Linked DNA regions of Sus scrofa: region 1 is linked to region 2. The links are chromatin contacts, called in public Hi-C maps. All regions are on one chromosome and are shown on one strand. The core of a region is the stretch at or near the end of the contact, and the rest is flanking DNA. Distances in the headings are between cores, read along the strand shown. Region 1 holds the start of LAMP3 (lysosome-associated membrane glycoprotein 3). Region 2 overlaps LOC106508004 (a long non-coding RNA gene).

What was found. A called contact is a pair of places that touch in the nucleus more often than the background predicts.
Region 1: a contact with region 2 is called in a Hi-C map of adipose tissue, with 5 times the contacts expected there. The contact joins the promoter of LAMP3 here to the enhancer-like site in region 2. A contact is called at or near these places in 17 of 47 Hi-C or Micro-C datasets (adipose tissue, brain, embryonic fibroblasts and 11 more).

The regions. Positions count from the first base shown.
Region 1 is chr13:121,116,063-121,118,993 of Sscrofa11.1, reverse strand. LAMP3 (lysosome-associated membrane glycoprotein 3) reads left to right here and starts at 1,334. Exons shown (of 6, transcript XM_003358698.4): 1 at 1,334-1,606. The coding sequence starts at 1,558.
Region 2 is chr13:120,664,547-120,667,311 of Sscrofa11.1, reverse strand. All of the region lies in intron 2 of LOC106508004 (a long non-coding RNA gene), which reads right to left. Among named protein-coding and RNA genes, the nearest start is that of ATP11B, 62 kb to the left of the region's middle. Within about 2 kb of position 1,266, at least 1 of the 83 cell types and tissues checked has an H3K27ac peak or open chromatin away from gene starts, as enhancers often do. A contact at or near this core is called in adipose tissue, where this site is marked.

The DNA of each region.
Region 1 (2,931 bases), core at 85-2,584, 450 kb before region 2:
AACCTGTGCCACAGCTATAACTCGAGCCACAGCAGTGACAGTGCTGGATCTTTAACCCACTGAGCCATGGAGGAACTCCTGCCTATTCTTCATCCAGTGTGGTTCTAAGCAGCAGACAATTGATCAGTCACTCTCTAGTTATTTATGTATATCAATAAATGTTGCTTCTCAGCTAGGCAGTAAGCAACTTGAAAGCATATATCATATCTAGTCCAGAGCACCTCTTTAGCAGTCGTACAGCAAGGTGCTTAAAATCCTAAAGTCTCAAGCCAGACTGGATTCATAGCCCAGCTTTTTCATTTATTACCTAAGTGACTCTGGGCAAGTCGCTTGACCTCTCTGTGCTCCGTTTCCCCATCTGTGAAACGGGACAACAATGATGCAATAATGCCCACATAAAGTGGCTGTGGGGCTTAAGTGGAATAAGAAGAGTGAAGAATAAGAATAAACACATACTATCCACTTAGTGATTGTCTGTTGAATAAATTGACTCAAAGTCTAGAATCCCAGTCAAGAAGTAGCTGAAATTAGGCTGACACAGGTTAATCTTCTCTTCACTTTGGTAAATTTACCTGATTAGAGCAATATAGTACAGTAAAATGGTTGCCAAATTTGCTTTTCAGGTATCGATCTGAGACTAAACTGAACGCCCTGAATCCAGTCATCAGGAGGGTATCCTAATATACTGCGTATATGAGCGTTCCTCACTGGGACTCACAGCTCCGAGCGATAGAACATCATTGTTTTGTCTAATTAAGAGAGAAAGGCGATAAGACATGAAAAGGTTGCCTTTTGAGGATATTGAATATTATTTGTGTTCCAGGAGAATCACCTGGCAGTAGGCATTATGATCCCTGTCATACAGCAGAAGAAACCAGGGCTCAAGGTTACCCACAGCCATACCTCTGGTAAGTTGGCAGAGCCAGATTCAAACCCAGATCTCCCCAGCTCCCAAGCTCGCACTCCTCCCACTCCCCCCAAGATGAGGTCCCCAGGTGAGGCTGCCATGAGCAGAGAGCAGGGCTGCCTCTTGTGAGTACACTCAGAGATAAACAGTGCTCTAGCCACTGAGTTTTGACTCCTGCTCATCCTCATGACTGAGGCACTGGTTTTCTCCTGCCTGGAAAGAATCTCTGGGTTTATAGAAATGACTCAAGGTCTTAGAGAAAAATGGAGGCCTGACTTATGAGAGAAGGAAGCAGGCACTGCCACAGGTCCACTACCTCTTATGGAAATGATCTCAGATGCCCTTAACCTTGGCTGAGGGGCCTCCCCCACCCCCTTCCCAGCCCTCACAAACAAAGGCAAAGATGAAAGTACCTGCTTTCACACAAGGGCCACTTCTGGTTTCCCTCCCCACTCAGCACACCACTTGGGAGGGCCTTTCCGTTACTTCTCATAATGCAAGTGACTTTGGTTTCTCTGCCACAAGTGAATGAGGGACAGAGGGAGTGTCTTCTTTGCTACCGGAGCCTGCCCCGGAATTAGCCTTCTGCGCTGTTCAGAAGACCCAGCTGTTCTGAGCTCTGAGTGCTGCAGCCCCTTGGAGAGACAACCATGTCCTGGCGGCTCTCTGCAGTGCTGGTGTCCTTCGTGTCCCTGGCTGGTGAGTGACACACTTGACTTTCCATGGTGACCCTGCCACATCTGGTCCTATTAAACATAAATGCATTCTAGTGCCACTGATTTAAGTGGGAGAAGACAGACAGGAGATAGCTATAGTGGCTTCAGCTACTGTGGGTGTTTGACTTGGGAGTGTCTTGCTATTGCCTTACACATGGAGCACACCTTCATTTTTTTCCAAAGACTTTCATAGTTTTGGACTTGTCTTCCATGAATCAGGCAGAGGAGGTGTCAACCCCAGAAGGCTGTGACACTGTCTCTGGCTCCCAAATGGGTTCTAGATACCTTATTAGGAAGCATTTGTAGAAATTACTTTGATTTAAGAGGCAAAGAACTGAGGGAATTCCCATCATGGCTCAGCAGTAACGAACCCTACTGGGATCCATGAGGATGCAGGTTCAATCCCTGGCCTCGCTCAGTGGGTTAAGGATCCGGTGGTGCCATGAGTTTTGCTGTAGGTCACAGACATGGCTCAGATCCAGCTGTGGCAGTTGTGTGGGCCAGAAGCTGTAGCTCTGATTCAAGCCCTAGCCTGTGAACTTCTTTATGCCACGAGTGTGGCTCTAAAAAGAAAAAAAAAAAAAAAAAAAGAGAGAACTGAGCCAGGGCTTAGAAATGGGGCTTTTGCCACACTTTCTGGGGAAAGCATGTCATGCCTTGCTTTTCTGCTTTTCTCAAATGAAGTGCTATGTTTATATTACATAAACATTGAGTAGTGAAGGTGAACGAGATATGGTCCGACAAACTGTGCCATAAGATTTCTTTTTTGATTACCAGCGTATTTCAGATCAGAGAGACTATCTGAGAAATTGAGTTTTAATGATTATTTTTTGTCCACACACCCTGCTTTCACCAAGAGCATTTTCTCCCTAGGATATTGAATTTTTTTTTGTGCTGTTATCAAGTTTGCTGGTTGCATCACAATTCCTTCAAGAACCTCTGACTTGAACTTGTGAGGCAACTGGCTCTGTCTACATGGCCCTACTAATACACTCAGGTGGGGGACACAGCTGCACATGAATTGTTATGCAACATGAATCTTTGTGCAACCGTAACATGAATTGTTATGCAAGTTGAGTCAGGCCAGCTGCCCTAATCCAGGCTGTTTTTTTTTAGCGCCACAATTTCAGAATTAGAGTTTCACATTCTTTTGGAGGCTGGTGCTGCTTCTGTGGCCTCAGGAAGGGGGGGCTGGAGAAAGAACTCAGGGGCTAAACTCAATTCCCAGCCCCTGGATGTAGTCAAGGGAAAGTCATCATTGTAGTTAGCAGAACAAACTAATAAAAAAGCAAAAGATCGCAGGTTAGC
Region 2 (2,765 bases), core at 17-2,516:
ACAAACACAAAGGAAACCTAATAAATTCTTAGATTATTTTTTTTTCTTTTTATGGCTGCACCTGCAGCATATGGAGGTTCCAGGGCTAGGGGTCAAATCAGAGCTGCAGCTGCCAGCCTAGCTGAAGCTTGTGGAAACCTGGAACCTTAACCCACTGAGTGAGGCCAAGGATCGAATCTGTATCCTCATGGACACTATGTCGGGTTCTTAACTTGCCAAACCACAGCGAGAACTTTGAAAAAAAATTAAAAAAAAATTTAATTGTAATGATAAACATGTGTAGGAGTTCCCTTGTGGCTCAACAGTTAACAAACCCGACTAGGATCCAGGAGGATGTGGGTTCAATCCCTGGCCTTGCTCACTGGGTTAAGGATCTGGACTTTGCTGTGGGCTGTGGTGTAGGTCAAGGACAAAGCTTGGATCCCAAGTTGCTGTGGTGTAAGGCCAGTGGCTACAGCTCCAATTTGACCCCTAGCCTGGGAACCTCCATGCCTCAGGTGGGGCCATAAAATAGCAAAAACAAACAAACAAAAACATATAAAATTTACCATTTTAACTATTTTTAAGTGTACATTTCAGTAGTGTTAAGTATATTCCCATTGTTGTGCAACAGATGTCCAATAGTCAAACATTTCTAAAACAATAAAGTTCTAGGTGGGAACTATTGTTCTCATTAGGGAAGAATAAAATACCTCAAATGTTGTGAATTTAGTCAACTGGCAAATATTGGTACCTGACAGAAACAGGAAATTTGGGAGGTGGAAATTTGGGGGAGGAGTTAGTAGTTATCTCTGGGTTGTGGTATTATGTATGATAATTTTCATCTTAGTATCTTAAATTTGATGATTTTCCTACACTGTGCATATGTTACTTTTTTTTTTTTTTTTTTTTTTTTTGGTCAGGAATGAAACAAAAAGAAACAAAGGGAAAGCAGTACAGCTTGCTGGCAGGTGTCAAACATGTTGCCCCAATTTGATTCTGGAACATTGGAAGGTTACTTTTTAAAAATTTTTTGCATGTGGAAGTTCCCAGGCCAGGGACGGAACCTGAAGCACAGCAGTGACCCAAGCCACTGCAGTGACAAGCCGGATCCTTAACCTGCTGCGCTACAAGAGAAATCCGGAAAGGTTACTTCTAGGCACATTCTAGTAGGGGAATTTTCCTCATTTTACCCAAGATAAAGCAATTTCAGAAGTTTGGGCACAGAAGTTTCAAGGAAGCTGTCGACAGATGAGGTCCCTTGGGATGCTCAAGTTGTGGTGGAAGTTCTTGCTGTACTCAGATTTTCTGGTTGGGCTGGAGAACTTTGTTTAGTACATAAAACAGCAGATTTAAAAACATCCTTTGGCGCCACCTTAAGCTAACTTGAACAAACTGCACTTATTTAGACTGGTTTCATGTTTAGACTCAGTACCTAAACGCTCCATGAATTAGAGAGATAAAGAACTTATTTTTGAAACTATACACCAATTTCTTTCCTTTTTCCCAATTTATTCATATGTGACATGATACTTGAAATGTTTGATACCAGGATCATGGTTCAGTTAAATTTTGTTTGGACAAATATTTGTGTAGAATTTATGTACATTTGTATAGGTCTTCCTTCTGTTTTTGTAACAAAGATGTTCTAAAACACCCTTGGGATGATGACCTGAGAGCATGTTGTATATAATGTGATTGCCAGGGGAGGAAATAGCTAGGAGGTCATGGCTAAACTGAAGGAGGAATGTGCTTTATAATTATGGTAAGATCAGTCCTTAATAACAATGACAGTCAACCCTTACATGGTCCTTAAAGGGCAAGGCTCTGACCTAAGCACTTTTTATGTATTAACTCACTTAATCTTCCCAAACAACCCTACTAAAGTAAGTACAATCACCATCTTCATTTTATTTTTATTTTCTTCTTTAGGGCCACACTAGGCACATGGAAGTTCCCAGGCTAAGGGTTGAATTGGAGCTGCAGCTGCCAACCTACACCACAGCCACAGCAACGCCAGATTCGAGCCTCAGTCTGTGACCTACACCACAGCTCACTGCAACACTGGATCCTTAACCCACTGAGCGAGGCCAGGGATCAAACCCGAGTCCTCATGGATCCTAGTCGGGTTCCGTAACCACTGAGCCATAATGGGAACTCCTTTACTACCTTTCTGATCTGAATTCTGCACAGCTGAAATAGCTTGGTAGCTGGATTCTGAAGAGATGAAATGTTATCAGACATGGAATAAAATGGCTATTTTGACTTGGTGGCCCATATTGAGATATGTCATATTTAACATATGTTCACACACTTAATCTAGGAATGTGAAACCATTTTCTTTAAAGATTTTACCATGAGCACTTGCCTTCCTACTTATGCCATATGGCTTTACTCCTACTTCATTTTTCAAGAGTGTTCAGAAAACCACTCTGAAGTTTTGTGCTCTCTCACAGCAGTAAGATGGAGCAGGTATCCAACTACTCTTCAGTGGTTACCTATTTTGTGCAGTCTGTAACTGTTTGCATCTTCATTTATCTTTAACCTAGAAAAAAAAGCTTTCCTGAAACCCATCACAGGTTCTAAGAACCTCTCAGGTGACACAGGTGACCCTAACTGAAGCAGTGAGTAGCAGAGAACACCAAAGCTCCCCTCTGGGCATAAATCAGGACCTGGATTGTTTCAGGGGAGTGGCTGGTTTCTAGAGCAGCCTGGGGCTCAGGGCTCTTCTGTAGTTGTGTCAAAAACAAATAAGGAGCAGCTAGCTTGGGAGGCCAGACCCAGGA